Linked DNA regions of Hordeum vulgare: all the other regions are linked to region 3. A link is a contact called in public Hi-C and HiChIP or PLAC-seq data. All regions are on one chromosome and are shown on one strand. Each heading gives the region's core, a stretch centred on a gene start, on an enhancer-like site or on the middle of the called end of the contact. The rest is flanking DNA. Distances are from core to core; before and after follow the strand shown. Region 1 overlaps LOC123412578. Region 2 holds the start of LOC123410529 (ankyrin repeat-containing protein At5g02620-like). Region 3 holds the start of LOC123408889 (la-related protein 6B-like).

What was found. Hi-C and Micro-C count contacts between places; a contact is called where the count stands out from the background. HiChIP or PLAC-seq counts read pairs in DNA pulled down with a chosen protein or histone mark.
Region 1: a Hi-C map of seedling shows a contact between it and region 3, with 2.8 times the contacts expected there. The contact joins the enhancer-like site here to the promoter of LOC123408889 in region 3. A contact is called at or near these places in 5 of 6 Hi-C or Micro-C datasets (leaf, seedling and an unstated tissue) and 1 of 1 datasets of contacts at active chromatin or transcription factors (embryo).
Region 2: an H3K4me3 HiChIP or PLAC-seq map of embryo shows a contact between it and region 3, with 2.6 times the contacts expected there. The contact joins the promoter of LOC123410529 here to the promoter of LOC123408889 in region 3. A contact is called at or near these places in 1 of 6 Hi-C or Micro-C datasets (leaf) and 1 of 1 datasets of contacts at active chromatin or transcription factors (embryo).

What each region holds. Positions count from the first base shown.
Region 1 is chr7H:223,609,453-223,612,391 of MorexV3_pseudomolecules_assembly, forward strand. LOC123412578 reads right to left here. Exons shown (of 16, transcript XM_045105528.1): 16 at 1,986-2,258. Among protein-coding and RNA genes, the nearest start is that of LOC123412578, 7.4 kb to the right of the region's middle. Within about 2 kb of position 1,684, at least 1 of the 3 cell types and tissues checked has open chromatin away from gene starts, as enhancers often do. A contact at or near this core is called in seedling, where this site is marked.
Region 2 is chr7H:222,975,347-222,978,046 of MorexV3_pseudomolecules_assembly, forward strand. It overlaps LOC123410529 (ankyrin repeat-containing protein At5g02620-like), which reads left to right and starts at 1,261. Exons shown (of 4, transcript XM_045103477.1): 1 at 1,261-1,578; 2 at 1,745-2,368. The coding sequence starts at 2,002.
Region 3 is chr7H:223,310,833-223,313,850 of MorexV3_pseudomolecules_assembly, forward strand. LOC123408889 (la-related protein 6B-like) reads left to right here and starts at 1,550. Exons shown (of 10, transcript XM_045101920.1): 1 at 1,550-1,947. The coding sequence starts at 1,654.

The DNA.
Region 1 (2,939 bases), core at 434-2,933, 300 kb after region 3:
GAGAGGTAGGAAGGAATCATAAAGGCTCGATCATGCTTGGAGCACCATTAGAAATATTGGATCAAAGTCGAATTAGATTAGAAAGCGAGGCCGATGTACAGGAGAGCAAGACAACCACCACTGTGTGCCACTCCGGTCATGGTGTCCACCACTCCAGCAGCGGCATCCACCACACATGTGACACCCAGGAGAGTGTTCCCCCGTGCGCCCTCCCAGTGGTGGTGCCCACACGCCACTCCGGGTGTGGCGTCCTCCTTCGATTGCCCATACCGCTTGCATTTCGCTCCTAGTGATCCGTGGGTTCTGACTCTTTTTGTTAGGCGTTTGTTGCATGCCACGATGTTCTTTCTCTATTGATGAGTTTTACTCCCTTTCTTGACATGCCCCTTATCTTAGTTAGGTTGCATCGTGCTCTGCCCTCTAGCCACTTTCTCCATGGACAATCTAGCACTTGTTCCTCGGTACAATCATCATGTTCCGACTTCTCATCTTTATTGTTGGAGCGGCCCCAATACGACAATTCATTATGTTTTATTTCTGATGAAAATCAGCTTCCTGTGCATCAACCTATTGGCTAGGTGTCACGTGTCTTTGAGTTCATTAATTCCACGACGATCTTCGATGTCAAAAATAAATGTTGCTAATGTGTAAAGATTAATCGATAAACTAAGTTTGATAGCATGTGTTTAAGACTATCACATCCAAAAAGATAAGATGGATGAGCTTCCTCGTGGCACGCATATCTTCTAGTAAATCTAGATACTAACAACCATTGAGCCTCAAAGATTGCAAGTTATAAAACACACACACACACACACACACACACACACAAACACAAACACGGAATCTGACAATCTAAGGATGCCACACTAGAAAGGTCAAGATATTGTAGATGTTTTGAATTTAAGACTTGATTATGGATAGTGGAAGGAACATAAAAAATGCAACGCTCTTAATGACAACAATCTTACCTCCTTAAGATTCTTGGATGTACATTCCTCTTAACAAAGTGTGGAGGCATGTTGAAAATTGGGTTATACCTCAATCCAAAATGCCATGCATGGTTACGTATGCAGGTGTGGACCTAGAACAATCAAGGAAGGAGCCCAAAAACAAAGAGGAGGATGAAGAGAGGATTGAAATCATCAAGATGAAGAAAAGGAAGCATGCCGAAATTACGCTATTGTTTTGGCAATAAACATTGATGTGTTTTCACATACGTGCAATTTTTTGTGATGGAATGAATTTCATCGAGATCTAGGAGAAATGTAGGGAAAATAACAAAAAACAGTGCTTCCAAAAACAGTTTTTTGGAGCATTGATATTAATTTATTTTTGCCCAGACTCCACAAATGTTGTTTCATCCCAAAAATTTACACATATCTGAAGCACACATCAATGTTTGTTGCCAAGAATGGGCGCAAGTGAGCTCGAGCCCACAAGCTACATGTCCACACAAGAGCTGATACTTGCTTCTACAGATTCTGAAAGTGATCGGCAGGCGTACGGGAAGAGAATAAGGTTGCATGGCAAGGCGTTCAAAAACGAAAGAGCAGCCGCCTAACGAGCAATGAGAAGCTAAGTCCATGTATTCTGCAGCTACATGTTTGCAGGGTCAGGGTTGGGTGTGAAATGCCAAAGTGGGGCTTGGGAGCTGCTTGGTTTATGGAGAAGCACAGGCTCACAGTGATCGGGAGCGACAGCTACTTTGCTTGTAAGGTAGGGCAAGGGTAGTACATGCAAGCTCTGTGCCTCATTACAGAGCAATCAATTGGGCAATCTGTCGCTATTCTCTCTAACAAGCTAACAACGGATGCTAGTTTTTTATGGAGACCTCACATAAAAAAAGAGGTAGCATTCATCTTCGGCACGTAAATGAGACGCAGGTATAAGCCACAGGCATTCAAGGATGCTAGTTTTTTATGGAGACCTCACATAAAAAAAGAGGTAGCATTCATCTTCGGCACGTAAATGAGACGCAGGTATAAGCCACAGGCATTCAACACGATCAATTCAAGTGTGCACCACATACACGGTTGCAAAACTTCCTCGGTATTTTTCTGATTCTGGACTAGGATCGCAGGACAACTTGCCAAAATAAGGTAAAGAGCAGCAATGCAGGTAGGCACTGTTATAAAAGCAATGGTGCACAAATTTTGAATAATGAATTCAACAGATCTTCAGCCATTTGAAACCAAAACTCAGCCAACTTGACATGATTTGCCACTTCACCGCCCATTTTAAACCAATCGGACAACCTACAGTCGGAAAAAATAAGCATGTCAGCTCCATGCTTGGGTTCCAAACTGATAGCATTTGTATCTTCGCTAGTATTTTAGCACCAAACAAGATATCTCTTACAATGTCAGCAAAGGTAAATTATTAAATGTCCCGGAAAGGTGCAAGACCAAGATAACATGCTACTCCCTTCCCGTTTCAAAAATAAGGCGTGCTTAGTTTTTTCAAAAGTCAAATTTGGTATTGTAGATGATGATATTTTTTTCTAAAAACTTGATCAAACATGCACAAATTTGACTTGTGAAAAAACTCATACACCTTATATTCTGGAACAGAGGGAAACAACATATGTACTCCCTCCAGTCCTAAATACAAGACCTTTTAGAGATTTCACTATAGACTACTCCCTCCGTTCCTAAATACTCCCTCTGTTCCTAAATATAAGTCTTTTTAGAGGTTTCACTAGTGGACTACATACGAATGTATATAGACATATTTTAGATTATAGATTCACTTATTTTGCTTCGTATGTAGACCCCTAGTGAAATCTCTTAAAAGACTTATATTTAGGAACGGAGAGAGTATAAATCTTTCTAGAGATTCCACTACGGACTACCTACACTGCAAAATGAGAGTGAATCTACACTCCAAAATATGTCTATGTACATCTGTATGTACTCCATAGTGAAATCTCTAAAAGA
Region 2 (2,700 bases), core at 11-2,510, 340 kb before region 3:
GCTCATTTTGTACTCATACCTACAGAGTAACATTTTTTTTTATTTTTTTCTCGTGGGGCTGTCATTCTCAACTTCAAAGTGAAGTGAGGCGAAGGACACACTTTAAGAGGTACCCATCGTTTGGCCCCAGCTTGTGTTTCCCCCCCCCCCCCACTCCATACATAAATATATACTCCCTCCATTTTACGCATATTAGCTTAAGCTTAAGTCAATTTTTTTAAATAATCCATAATTTCACAATAAAAAATATATATGATATGAAAATATATTTAATGACGATTTCGATCTTATTTGATTTGGTATTTTGGATCTTATTTTTTTTTGTATAACTTGGGTTAAAGTTTAAAAAGTTCGACTAGACACAAAGCTAATATGTCAAGTAAATAAACACGAAGGGGATATATCATTGTACTAGGATGGTAATTCGTGACAAACCATTATTTGTACTGTATATTTAATGCTGGGGGAGGCAGGGCGGCCACATGCAATGTGTTGTATTCTTGTGCTCTCAAGTGATTGGGCTTTTGGCGGCTTTCGGCTGCCGGCCGGAGCCCACACAAGGCAGCATGTGCACCTTCACCTATACATACGTGTATGCATTCAAAGAAGAGCTACCTATAATGTCACGTTGACAGGTGGGGCCTAAAAGAATCTTGTCGGCATCACGTGTAAGGTATGGCCATTTCGATGTTTTATAAACCAGAAGTACAACTGTTTTCCGTTTTCTTTTTTATACTCTAATAACAAGTGTTTTTTATGTTCACATACGCCTCCACTGGATCCTTCAAATAGGGAAAGTGAAACTGGATTGATTACATATACTTTCTCCATTTCTAAATATAAGTCTTTTTACTTATTAAAAAAATTACATACAAATCTACATATAGACATATTTTAGACTATAGATTCTTTTATTTTATTTTATATATAGTTTTAATGAAATCTCTAAAAAAAAAATATTTAAGAACTAAGGAAGTAAGTACAAAAATGACCAACTCGACTATGTAATCCTTATGACTGAAAACTGTTTTGTGCCTATATTTTTTAACATGCTTCCACAGGATACATTTGTTTGAGCGATAACTAAATTACACGGAAGGAGTAATACATAATAGCTTACTGTTATCATAATTATTATTTAGTATTATCATTATTATTGTTATTATATTTTTATTATCGAGCTAGTGGGAGCTCCAGCATGAATTTGAAAAATGAACATGAAAAGAAAATGGGAACCAATAGAGACGGCCAACTTGCGCAGTTAATTATTCCCAGAAATGCAAGAAACAAACCGTACTGCACTTGGGGGTGGAAAGAGGCCAAGCAGAGGTGGTGAACCCTGAAAGTGAGCTCTAGGATAGGAGAGGAGCCAGCCAACAAACGAGAAGAATAAAAGCTAGGAGAGGTCCAAGATTCCCACTGGACCTTGGTTCCCTTCTCTTTTCTTGGCTCATTGGAAGGTCCTGCCTGCCATCTGGGTTCGTGGCGACCGGCGCAAGAGAGCCTGGGGTTTTGGGAGCTCTAGCATCAATCATCTGGTTTTGTTTCCTTGGTGCACTGGCTTCTGGGGGGAAATTGGTAAGGTTTCATTTTTATTTTTTCCTTTTCTCCTGTCTCAGTTTGTAGGTTTGAATTTCATAGCTTTTCTCGTTCATCTTCGGTTCTTGGAGATGTTCTTTGTTAGGATCGGCCGCCGTGCCAAAAGCTGGCAAGAATGCTGAGATTTGTCTTCTCCCCCTTGCAGTATCAGGTGCTGTGTTCATGGCCCAAGGCTATTGATTGGTGGGGATCCCAGTGCTTGCAACGGTTGGTCCAAGGCAGCCTTTGCCTCCTGTAAATCAGAGAAGGCAAGTCTTGAATTTTTCGCGATCACAATCTCAGGTCCGTAGGAATCAAGAGAAGCAACCGTAATCACCGGAGTTGGTGAGGCAAGGGGTTACCTGGATTTTCCCAAGAACAGGAATCCCTCCGGTCACGTCTGGTTGATTCTTGGGCTTGGACATGGAGAGGCAGACCAGCTTCCGCCTGGGCGCGCTGGAGAAGCTCAAGAGCTTCCGGGGAATGGACAACTTCAGGCGGAGCAAGGACAGTCCCGGCAAGCGCGGTGACACGCCGCTCCACCTCGCGGCGAGGGCCGGCAACGTCTCCAACGTCCAGAGGATCCTTGCCGAACCCGGCCGGGAGCTGGCCGGCGAACTGGCCGCCCGGCCGAACCAGGACGGGGAGACGGCGCTGTACGTGGCCGCCGACAAGGGGCACACCGAGGTGGTGCGCGAGATCCTGAAGGTGTCCGATATGCAGACGGCGGGGATCAAGGCCAGCAACAGCTTCGACGCCTTCCACATCGCGGCCAAGCAGGGCCATCTGGGTAACCTTTTTTTCCTTGTCACCAGACCGGCATATTGTTTGTTCTGATAATTCATTTCAATCCAAGCCTGTGAGATGATTCCTTAGAGGTCTTTGTATTCAGGATGTGGGCATAGATTTTGGTGCAGTGAGTAGATTGCTCTGGGTCGAAAAATGTCTCTTCTTGTCTGATTGAGTTGGTGGCATACTAGTGCTCACAACAAGAACATTGATTTTGTTCATGATATTTCATCTAAGAACAAGTGCTAACATCAATTATTCCGTGGCTATCCTCTTTTCTCATTAATGTCTGAAAATAATGCATACCAGATTTTATTTAGACTCTAATCTTGA
Region 3 (3,018 bases), core at 300-2,799:
TGAGTCAAATCTGAACTTTATTATGCGTGATTGTTATAAAATTGTATTTCTCTCCAATCTATCTATTTGGTTTGACCAACTAGATTGATTTATCTTTAGTGGGAGAGGTGTTCTGTAGTGGGTTCAATCTTGCAGTGCTCTATATCCCAGTCACAATAGGGGACAAGACATGTATTTGTATTATTGCCATCAAGAATAAAACCACGAGGTTTATTCATATTGATTGGATTTAGTCTATATTATCTCATCTTGCTTAAAGAGTTACTCTCTTCGTGTGAACTTAACTACCATAGATGCATGCATGAGTCGGTCAATTGGTGGAGTAATAGTAGTAGATGCAGGCAGGAGTCGGTCTACTTGTCACGGACGTGATGCCTATATACATGATCAATGCCATGAATAACATCATAACTATGCACTTTTCTATCAATTATTGAACAATATGTCTACCCACCGTATGATATGTGTTCGAGAGAGAAGTCTCTAGTGAAAAGTATGCCCCCGGTCTACTTATATATCTATCACACAAAACCAAAAATGACTTGCTGCAGTTGATTTACTTTTTTAATTTTCTTTTTATATATCTATCACTATGAGAATTAATCCTTGCAAGTAACGAGTTCAAGGGGATTGGCAACCCTCTTGCCCGCATTAAGTGCAAGTATTTGCTTTTGTGTGTTTATTTGCCAAGACGGTAATTTGCATGGTTTTCCTATTGGTTCAATAACCTTGGTTCTTATCAAGGGAAAATATTTATCCGCTACTATATTGCTTCATCCTTCTTCTTTGAATAAAAATAACGCAACTCACAAGTAGTGGTATGGAGGTAGGCCAACTGCAATTCAAGCAGCGCGTCAGGCCTGGATCTCTGCTAGGAGCACCAACCGGTGCTTCAGAGCGAGCATGGCATATGTAATGATCTATGGGCGGGCCATGGCTACCAGGGGCGACGAGCTCCGAGTGGATTGGAAGTGGCGGCGGACGGTGAGGGTGAAAATGAAACGGGCTAGGGTTGATGGGCCCTGTTCCACTTAAATAGACATATATCGCCCCTTAGGCTGCGCGCTAGAGCGACGGCATGATTGCGTCAACACTGGACCGATGGGTTTCGACATGGGTTTGTGGGTCATGCCCGTCAATATGACATGATGGACACGCGTGAGCATGACGGGGCCTCCTCATATCGATCTCAGATATGAGGATTGCTGGTCAGGTCAAACGTAATAGAACTGGTTTGTGGATTTTGACAGAGTCGTGATTTAGTGACCGGTCACTAACTAGATCGTTCGTCCGAAAATTTAGGAGGCGTCCGAGGATTCCTGTTGTAGATGCTCTAACCACTTGAATTTAATCATCACATATGGGATGAATTTGAAGAAAATCCCACATCAAAATCTACTACTCTTTTTGAGACGATTTATGTTTGTATTTCCCCGTGCAAAAAAAGAAAAGAAAAAGGAATCTATGTTTGTATTTGTGCCCTAATAACTCACCCTAAGCTAGTACTACTACTTTTCCCTTTGTTTCCCCTTTGTTTTGGAGGTGTGGCCGCCTTTTGTACTCTCCTCCTTGCTCTCTTCCTTGTACTGTACCTGAAAGCGGAGGCGAGACGAAACCCTCCTCCCTCCCCGCCCCCTCCCCTCTCCAATCTCCATGGCTCAAGACGAGGTCCCGGAGTCCTCCTCCCCCTCTTCGGCGGCGACTGGTCGCCTGAACGCCGCCGCCCCGGAGTTCACCCCCCGATCCGCCGCCCAGCACCAAGCCCGTCCACATCGCCGCGGGCCCCACCATCAGCACCACCACCACCACCAGCCGCATCACCAGCACCAGCAGCAGTACCGCCACCAGCACCACCACCAGGGAGATGGTGAGGGGGATGCCGCGGCGGTGGTGGATAACGCCCAGCTCGTCCTGCCCGAGGAACTCGCTCGCCGGGTCGTCAAGCAGGTAGACTCTTTTTCTTTTCTTTCAGTCGATTGCTGCGGTATCCACTGCGTTGCTACGAAACCTCAAGTGTCCCGCGATAAAGTTTGACCCTTTGGCGAAGAACTAAAAGGTTTAGATGGGGTTTTTGTTGAGGCGTGGAGATGTGAAGCGCTGACCTCTGATTCGATTGTTTGCTTGCTGCTCCATAACTTCATCAGCACATCGATCATAGTATCATGCGTTGGCAAATCTAATTTTGAGGTTCAAATATGTTGACAATAGAGATGGCCGTCGGACGTCAGGGCATGGCCGCATGGCTTTCTTGAATATTTATATACGGTTAAGCGGATCCTCTCATCATTTATCTGATGCCTTCTCCCAGTTTTATGCTTCTCAACTATAATATGGATAACCAATCTGGCTTTACAAATGTATGCTAGATTGTACTCTGGGTCTGGTATAGTATGCATTGGTAAGTACAAACGAATGGACCTGAGAGAGGTGGGTGGGATTAGATATAAGATGATATCTGTTGAGCAATGGTACTTTTGTAAGCGCCAACTCATAGATCTGCAACTGTTTTTTCGGAGAATACTACTCCCTCTGTTCCTAAATATAGGACCTTTTAGAGATTGCACTATAAATTACATACGGATGTACTTAGACATATTTTAGAGTGTAGATTCATTCATTTTGCTCCGTATGTAGTCTCCTAGTCAAATCTCTAAAAGGTCTTATATTTTGAAACGGAGGGTGTACATATTTTTGGATAAATATGGGGGATCCCTGAAATGCCACAAACTGCCTTGTCATGTGGTATTTTGGGGATAGGGTTAAGTGACATGAGTGGAGCAGCATGGATCAAAGAGAGATAAATTAGATTTGTGTGTATGTCAAGTCATCAACATTTGGCAGATATGTGATCCTCCATTCAGTTTATAAGTTACTGATTGTGTAGAATCGTAGAGAAAATACGACAAATTTATACAATGTTGTCTTTCTGTAGTATTGCAACTGTTGTATTGGATGCTTCATAGGAAGAATGTTTCACCTTTTGAGGGTAATAGGGTTGAATAGGGAAAGCATGTAACT